2 separate regions of the Triticum aestivum genome follow, and region 2 is linked to region 1. A link is a contact called in public Hi-C data. All regions are on one chromosome and are shown on one strand. Each heading gives the region's core, a stretch centred on a gene start, on an enhancer-like site or on the middle of the called end of the contact. The rest is flanking DNA. Distances are from core to core; before and after follow the strand shown.

Region 1 (4,445 bases), core at 879-3,378:
GTAGAGGAGGTCGCTCACCGATGGGTCCGTCACCTTGTCGTCGCCTCCGTGAACGATCAGGAATGGCAATGACACCTGCATACACATGCACGATCCATCCATCAGCATCACTCTTGTTGCTTACAGAGCTAATTATAGTTAGGAGCTTATGGGTATATATCTATCTAGAAAGATGAGGAAAAAGTCGTTGTTATGTGAAAGAAACAACAATTATTATGAGACCACGGCAACAAAATAAGTCATCAAGCTCCTAACTGGGCCACTCACGAGAAAAATACCTTGAGTGTGATCTAAACAGAGAAGAGGCGTGAGACGTAGAGAGAGTATGCTTTAGAAGCCAGACCCAACTAACCGAACAGGGACGTCACGCGAGCAAATCAACCTATTGATCTTAATTGGAGAAAAGGAGATGGATTGAGATGTGTAGATGCGGGCACATTACCATTAAGAAAAATAGTACTCAAAATTCATTTATTAAACATATCTCCCTCCCTCTGCAAGCGTGCTATCTACTCCAGTTGATATATACATACCCCATGGAATACTATATGCGGAGACAAAGGGAATCCTTTTTTGCTTTAGTAATTATTAAGTGCTCCCTCCATTCACAAATATAAAATATTTTTGAATATTCGAATATAGACTAGATAAAGATTGAAATGAGTGAACACTACAACATGTCTATATATAATCGATGTATAAAGAAGTTAGAACATGTTCGCAAAGAAGAAGAAGAGATAATTAATAACACCTTTGAGAGTACGTTGTTCTCGAGGTTGAGGCTGACTTTGAGGAGCTCGTAGGCGGTCTTGAGGCGCGGCTTGCCCTGGTAGCAGTGGGGGTTGTTCCTGATCTCGTCGCGCTTCTCCTGCATCCTGTAGGCGGCGTCGATGACGTCGGTGGTCGGCACGATCTTCCACGTGGGGATGATGTTGGTCATCAGCTTGAGGACGCTCACCACCACCGGATGCGGCCGCATCTCATCAGCGATCTGAAATACCCCAGCCTTAGTTTTACGTTATTTGAATTGGTCCAAATTAATGAAAGCAAATGTTCATCGATCAACAAAGATAGATACTACTACTACTACTACTAGAATATACTACTGTCGTTATCGGGCGAGAGGCCTGAATGGCCGGCCGGGTCAACCGCTCCGGCATGGATTGGATTAAACTAAACAAGTGCGAAATCAGTAACGGCCCGGCCGCACGCGGGGCGCCATCTCGATCCACCCGGTCAAAAGTCAAATGATGACGGCAACTAGCTTGCATACGCGGCCGGATTGATCGTGCGTGCGTGCATGCATCTCGTTTCCGTCTCGATTGTCGCCGCGTACTAGTAGCTAGTCTAAAGTTGCGGTAGTCTGGACTCTGGAAGATGATTTGGAGGGAGGCCGGCCGGAGGAGTGGTAAGCATGCACGTGTACCTTGCACATGGGGGCGACGAGGACGGCGCCGGTCCAGTACGCCGGGCGCATCCGGTGGAGGAGCAGCGCCACGGCGCCGCCCATGGACTCGCCGAGGATGAAGCGGGGGAGGTCCGTGTTGGCGGTGGAGGCGACGACGGCGGTGAAGAAGGCGTCGGTGTCGCTGACTAGGAGGTCGAAGGAGGGGATGTAGCCCTGGAGCCCCTCCGACTTGCCGTGGCCCTCGTAGTCCACCCCGTACACCGCGTACCCGGCCTGCGCCAGCCGCACCCCCGTCCCCCGCATCGTCACGCTGCACTCCACCGCGTACCCTGCACGCATGTTGGTTGGTTAGTTGGTTGGTTGGTCTTGGATCATTCGCCATTAGAGCGGCGAGGAAGGAAAGAAGGACGTACCATGGCAGAGGAAGACGTGGGCCTTGACTATTTGGCCCTTGGGGGGGAGCCATCTGCAGGTGAAGAGCTTCAGCCCGCGGGAGTTCTGCACGGACTCCTCCTCGTACTCGTAGCTGCCATCGTCCGCCACGGCGCTGCCGGACTTGCTCGTCATCGACCCCTTCTCTTCTTCTCCGACGACTGGAACTCGGTCGCAGGAAGGAAGCAGCCAGCCACGGGAAAATTAAAGAGCCGAGAGAAATGTTGAATTTTTGCGAGACAGGAACGCAAGCGAGCGAGCGAACGAGGCGAGGAGGATCAGGGCCGGGGGGTCGATGACAGCTATATATGTGGACGCCCTTGTGAACAAAAGGAATAGTATTACTCCACCAGTATTATAGCAATACATTTATTATTTACTAATATAATATAATTTTATTTTCTCACTGAGATTTTTTGACATCTTAGTAGTATTACGGAGAATACAATGGCTGCTAAATCTTGAATCAATCAATCACTACTCCGTAATGTTAATTGATGCGAGCGCTGAAACGTCTGGACTGGGCGCCTTTCAGTTAACGTCCATTCACCTGCACGTCATGCAAAGAAAGATAATAATAAACACAACCGTCCTTGACAGTAACATTTCAGAGTAACTGCGTCTCACATATGTCGCCATAGGCTCATCTATCGTGTCACCTTCTCAACTAAATTTCTAACACTATTGCTACAGCTACCCAAAAGCTAATAGCACCAAGTATACAGCCCTTCCTCACAAAAAACAACAAAAACTAATTTACAGTCACAACCAAATGCTCCTACTTCCGAGGATTTAAGTGTGTACGCACAAGAGGGAAAACAAACTGCCATTCACGCTGCCTGGCTACAGATGTATTTCCACTGTAGTAGATTTAACGCTGGTGGAGCTTAGCCGGAAGTGTTTGTGTATAAATTTTGTTTGGGTTCCCTCTCTTTCTTTCTCTCTCTCTCTCTCTCTCTTGCAACATGAATCTGCATTTTGTTTGGATGACACGAGCTCCATGGAAATTTGCGCAAACGACTCTAACTCAACCAAAAAACGTGTAACAATTAATCCAATAAGGTTGAAAATTCCTTTGAGTATTCCCACGCTCCTAGCCCCGCCGCCGGCCACTCCGGCCCCGTCGTCCACCCTCCATGGCCTCTCCCCCGCCATCCGTCGTGGGACACTCGCGAGGTCCGCTGGTTCGAGTCGAGCCCCTCCTCGGGCGGCTCCGCTGACTCCGCCATGTCCTACCGGCGGGCCCTTTGCCGGTCACATGCGCCTTCGCCGGCCGCCTCTCTCAGCCCCGCGCCTGCGTCGCCCTCCTTTCTGTGGCCCGCGCCCTCGGACCCCATGCCCTCGCCGCCTATCGCTCGCCGCAAGCTCCGTTTCGAGATCTGCCGGATGGAGGCCGCGCCCGCCCCGAGCGACGGCTGGCTGGTGGCCCGGGGCAAGAAGTGTCCTCGCTCGCGCACCCCTCCTTGTCGCCTGCGCCGTGGCACCGGCGAGCCCTCCCGTCAGCGGCCGTCATGGCTCCGCGAGGTGGAATGCCCCCACTGCTTCAGCACCGAGCACTCGCGCTCCGAGTGCCGGCGCGACATCTGTTGCGCACGCTGCCGGTTCTTTGGGCGCAAGGCCAAGGAGTCACTACAAAAAAATACACGTCCCTGATAATACGTGTTTGTCACAGTAGGTCATGTTTTCTGTCATGCATATACATCCATGACAATTTTATGACAGAATCAAGATAGTCATACCTGTGCTGTCGTAGAAGTGTTCCATGACATTACCAAAATTATCATCACGGAAGTGCCCAATTCCATGATGATAAATCACGTGTTATAGAAGTGCTTTCGTCAAGGGTGACCGACATGTGGCATCCACCGTAACGGCTCGCCGTTAAGCTATCGGGTCCGATTTTGGATCCGGTAACCCGTTAACAACCCGGACCAATGGGGATTTTCCACGTGTAAAATTCTCATTGGCCGGAGTAAACACGTGTTGGCTCACCGTTGGGACAGATGTCATCCACTTATTGGACAGGAGGCGCCTATGATACATCGACACGTGGCACGGCCCAACAGAGGCTCATTCCGGTGAAAAGGCTGGCCCATTTGACTTGGTCAAAAGGAAACGACCCGGCCCACAGAAAGCCTGTTAACGACCTGTTCATATATCGCCCATTTACGACCCGCTAACACCCGGCATGTTATGGCCTATCGGAATTAAGCTCAGTAGCTTCATCTGGGCCTTCCAATATGATTCCAGCCCGTTGTAACTTCCGGCCCATGTATGGCCCATGATGTCTTTCGGCCCATATGAGACCCTTCGTAACTCCGGTCCCATTAAAGGCCCGAGATGAAACTGGCCCATAATGAACAGTGTATCGCTTTATACCCATTAACGGCCCATTATTCCGTCCTCCGTTTCCAGCCTGTGTTAACTTTCGGCCTTCTAAGGGCCCATTTATTCTTGGGCTCCTTTCTAGAATTCGGTTGGTTACTGTCAGTTACTGGCCTGTTCCGTTTGTGGGCCAAATTCAACCCGTGGTTACATTCAGCCCGTTTGTGGCCCGTTAACCCTTTGCGCTGTTTTCATGTAAAAAACACTCATTGGGCTGTTT
Region 2 (3,970 bases), core at 737-3,236, 140 kb after region 1:
AGGTGATTATTTATTGTGTAGATGCACCCTATTTTCTGACTTCCTGAGTTATGGTGGAGCTTAGCTTTTATGTGAGATCGAAGGGAATTCACTTCAGTGATGGATGAAAAAATCATTTGTGAGAGTTGGGTGTTTTATGTATTGTTAATTGTTAAAGGAGATTGAAATTCCTGGCTTGGCGTTGGTGGTCATAGTCTACGGCTCTCAATTTTGTCCTCCTTCACAGATTTAGTCCTTTACTAGCTTTCAGTGCTTCACTTTTGCCATTGAAAATGTAACCTTCAGGGATTTTCAGAGAGCAACATTCAGTGGTTCATATACAGGTCTGATAGGTATTGTGGCATTCCAGTCCTTGGCCGTGGAGTTCATTCTTGCATATGTATTTTTTTAGTTCATTCTTACATATGTATTGTATTCTTAGCAGCAATATTTTTTGATGATATGTCCGACATCATCTAATCTTTTGTGAACACTTGCTAGAGTATATGATACAATGAGAGTATCTTATTTTGTTCTTCTGAATTTTTATCTGACAACATAGTCGTCACAATGGTTCCGCAGCAATGCGCGGGTCATCCTCTAGTATAGTAAATAGACATACACAGAGATATAAAAATTAAATAATGAATGGAGGTTATATAGTTAGCCATATTTCACCTTTACAGTACATTTATCATCCTGTAGGCTGCCAACAATCCTCCAAGGACAATCCTCACTTGACTTGCAGAACCCTCTAAATCTCTTTTTATCCGACTTCTCTGTGCCTATATCAAACTCCTCATTGATGAAAAATTGCCTCACTGCTAACCTAAATTCCTTCATTGATGGGTACATTGTGCCAAGGTCCATTTTTGGGTGGTCCTTATCATATGTAATCACTACCTCATTTGGTATGACATCACTAACAGGAATGGCAGCACCATCATTGTCACTGCCCTGCTCAACCATTTTACGACCCTTTGGTTCACTCTTACCTTTTTTCTCTTCTTCATCCTGCAAGCCCAAAATTTCACATAACTGATCCTCACTCAGTAGTTCAATTCTACCTTCTTCATCATGTGTCTCCACTATTTGCAAGTTATCCCAATCGACTTCTGAAATTGACGTTGCCTCAACCTGTAACGATGGATCCTCAGTACTGCTCCCCAACGCGACCTCTGGGTCATGCCTACTTGAAACAATTAAGAAAACATGAACACAAGTTTGGGTTAGCGGTTATAAACATGTCAAAAGTCACGATCATATTTTTACAAAGCATATATGTAGCTGAACATAAATTCCTCCAGATTGTTTACTATTTCCCTTATTCATTGATGCATGATGATTCGAAAATTCTACTATTTCAAAATTCTACTGCCTTTACAATTAGGATAACTTTTACCTCTCATTATGATTTCAGGAAGAAATAAGTCTTTCAAGGTTCGGCTCTGTTGAACTAGTGGTTGTGACGACTCTGCTCTTTCTACTTTACTGAATACACATCACTTTCTTTTTTGCATTCTTACTATATCTAGTACTGCTCCCAGAATTAGATGCCAGATAACAACGACCTTTCCCACCCTTTCTTGATTTAGATATAGGCTATCAGAATTAGATGTAAACTGTGGATGTAGGCTATCGTTTCACCTAGCAGGGAGCAGTTTAGGAATCACGATTGTAGTTTCCGCAGATTCCATACTCACATGATGCAGTGCTTTGTTAACGAGCCATGCAAGGAGAGATCAATCGCTACAGATTTTTGAACAGAACAGAGTAAGGCTCAATACGATACCGCCCAGAATCCATGAACGCGGCGACGAGAACAGCGGCACACGGCGTTGACGAGATCGGCGGCACGGGATGTCGAGAAGATCGGCGGCACGCGAGGTCTAAGCCATCTGCGGCACTCTGCCGTCGAGAAGAATCAGGGGCAACACAAACGATATTCTTGGCGGCCGGTGCGCTGGTCTCGTATCAATTAGTATTAATTAGAACGTGGATACTACTTACGTGTATATAATCAGGGGCAGTTTGGTCTTTTCCCCTGCTTATGAATGGAAAAGGAAAAAGGAAAATCACAAAAAGGAGGGAAGTGGTATGGTAATCAAGGAGCCAATGAGCAAAGTGACAATTTTGCGAAGCCCATCTTGAAAGTGGCAATTTTGAGAAGCCACGTATTGAAAGTGGCAAATATTCAATTTTCTCGATTATGGAGGAATCTTGATCGATCCTACATATATACTCCGGATACTACCTAGCATGGCTTGTCTTATTCTGTTCCGGTTCATGTGTCATCGGCCCTGCGAACAATCGAGAGCCGCCCGCGAGACCCAACCTCCCCACCGGCGGCGCACGCACAAGGTGGCGCGGCGTGCCCTCCCCTGCTCCCCATCCGATCGCTTCTTCTTTTTTTTGAGGGAGAGAGGTTCGATTTTTTTATTTTTTATTTTTAGAAAAGAGAGAGGTTTGATTTTTTATTTTCTATACTAGTTGACGAGCGTTCCTTCGGGAGCCTCACAACAATCAGCGCTATTTGGCGCGCTCTCAGCGGCCCTCCACGTGTCGCGATCTAGTCGCTCCCTCCGAATTTTGTTTCTTTTTCCGCACGCATTTTTGGCTTTTTGAACGTTCTTTTTTGTTTTTTTTACGTTTCGGTTTTTCATCGGTCTTCCTTATCTTTTGGACAAAAAAAAAATACTTTTTGCGCGAAAAAATCTGTTTTTTTTCGTGAGAGTCATGGTTTTGCTTTAGCGAGAGTCACGGCCGTGCCTTTCGGAAACGAAAAAAACATGTTTTTTGTTTGTTTTTTCCTTTCGCAAGAGGCACGATTTTGCTTCCGCAAGAGGCACGATTGTGTTTTCGCGAGAGGCATGGTTTTGCTTCCGCGAGAGGCACGATTATGTTTTCGCGAGAGGCACGGTTTTGCTTCCGCGAGAGACACGATTGTGTTTTCACGAGAGGCATGGCCGTACCTCTCAAAAACGAAAAGAACGCATTTTTTAGAATTTTTTTCTTTCGCGAGAGGTACGGTTTTGCTTCCGCGAGAGGAACGATTGTGCTTTCGCGAGAGGCACGACCGTGCCTCTTGGAAACGGAAACAAAACGTGTTTCCTGTTTTTTTCCTTCCGAGAGAGGCACGGTTTTACTTCCGCTAGAGGCGCTTTCGCAAGAGGCACGGCCGTGCCTCCTCAGAAACGAAAAACCACATTTTCTCTTCTTTTTTCCCGTCCGCGAGAGGCACGGTTGTGATTTCGCGAGAGGCACAGGCGTGCCTCTTTCGGAAAGGGAAAAACACGTGCTCCCGGTTTGGTTTTTTCATAAAAAAAAGTTCATCAAAACTTACCGACATGGGATCTAGTTTTGAAGATCTCGACACGAGGAATCTAATGACGAAAACGGTTTGAGATTTGGACGCATGGTTTAAGAGATAAAACATTTTGAATAAATGAATCTACGAAAAAAGGAAAAACTCACAGGTTGCGACAAATGGTGCACATGCAGCGCGCCACTTGTCGCAACCTGAGAAGATGGGAGTGATCTTTGCAATAAGTACTCATTAATTAGTGATTTCATCGATTTATATAAAAATAAATCGCTGCACATCTACGCGTTTAAGGGCCGGCCCAGTTACCAGTCGCGCGGCAATGCGTTAGCGGGCTTGGCCAGAACATTTGTGGACCATTCCTGCTAGTCCTTCTCAAAGGCAAATCCTATTTGGCGCTGCAGGCGCCCGTTAATGTGTATTTTGCAAACGGGCGCCTGCAGCGCCCCCTGCTGGGCCGGCCCATCTCTGCTTTTTACAAAGCAAAAAAAGAAACACCACGAGGGATCGAACAAGCGATCTCCACATCGAGGCACGCTGCGTTAGGCATCACACCACGTTACCTAATCTGTCAACATACATCTTTTCCCTCTTTACTTATTTCCGTTTTCTTTTTTCTTTCTTCCTTTTCCTTTTTCCTATTTTTTCTATTTGTTTCTATTTTCTTTT

What was found. A called contact is a pair of places that touch in the nucleus more often than the background predicts.
Region 2: a contact with region 1 is called in a Hi-C map of leaf, with 6 times the contacts expected there. The contact joins the promoter of LOC123114753 here to the promoter of LOC123111454 in region 1. A contact is called at or near these places in 3 of 5 Hi-C or Micro-C datasets (all in leaf).

The regions. Positions count from the first base shown.
Region 1 is chr5B:291,269,638-291,274,082 of IWGSC CS RefSeq v2.1, forward strand. LOC123111454 (caffeoylshikimate esterase) reads right to left here and starts at 2,129. Exons shown (of 4, transcript XM_044532260.1): 1 at 1,822-2,129; 2 at 1,427-1,737; 3 at 752-991; 4 at 1-75. The coding sequence starts at 1,975.
Region 2 is chr5B:291,406,279-291,410,248 of IWGSC CS RefSeq v2.1, forward strand. LOC123114753 reads right to left here and starts at 1,987. Exons shown (of 3, transcript XM_044536176.1): 1 at 1,772-1,987; 2 at 658-1,168. The coding sequence starts at 1,785. LOC123111457 (a long non-coding RNA gene) reads left to right here. Exons shown (of 4, transcript XR_006454447.1): 4 at 3-453.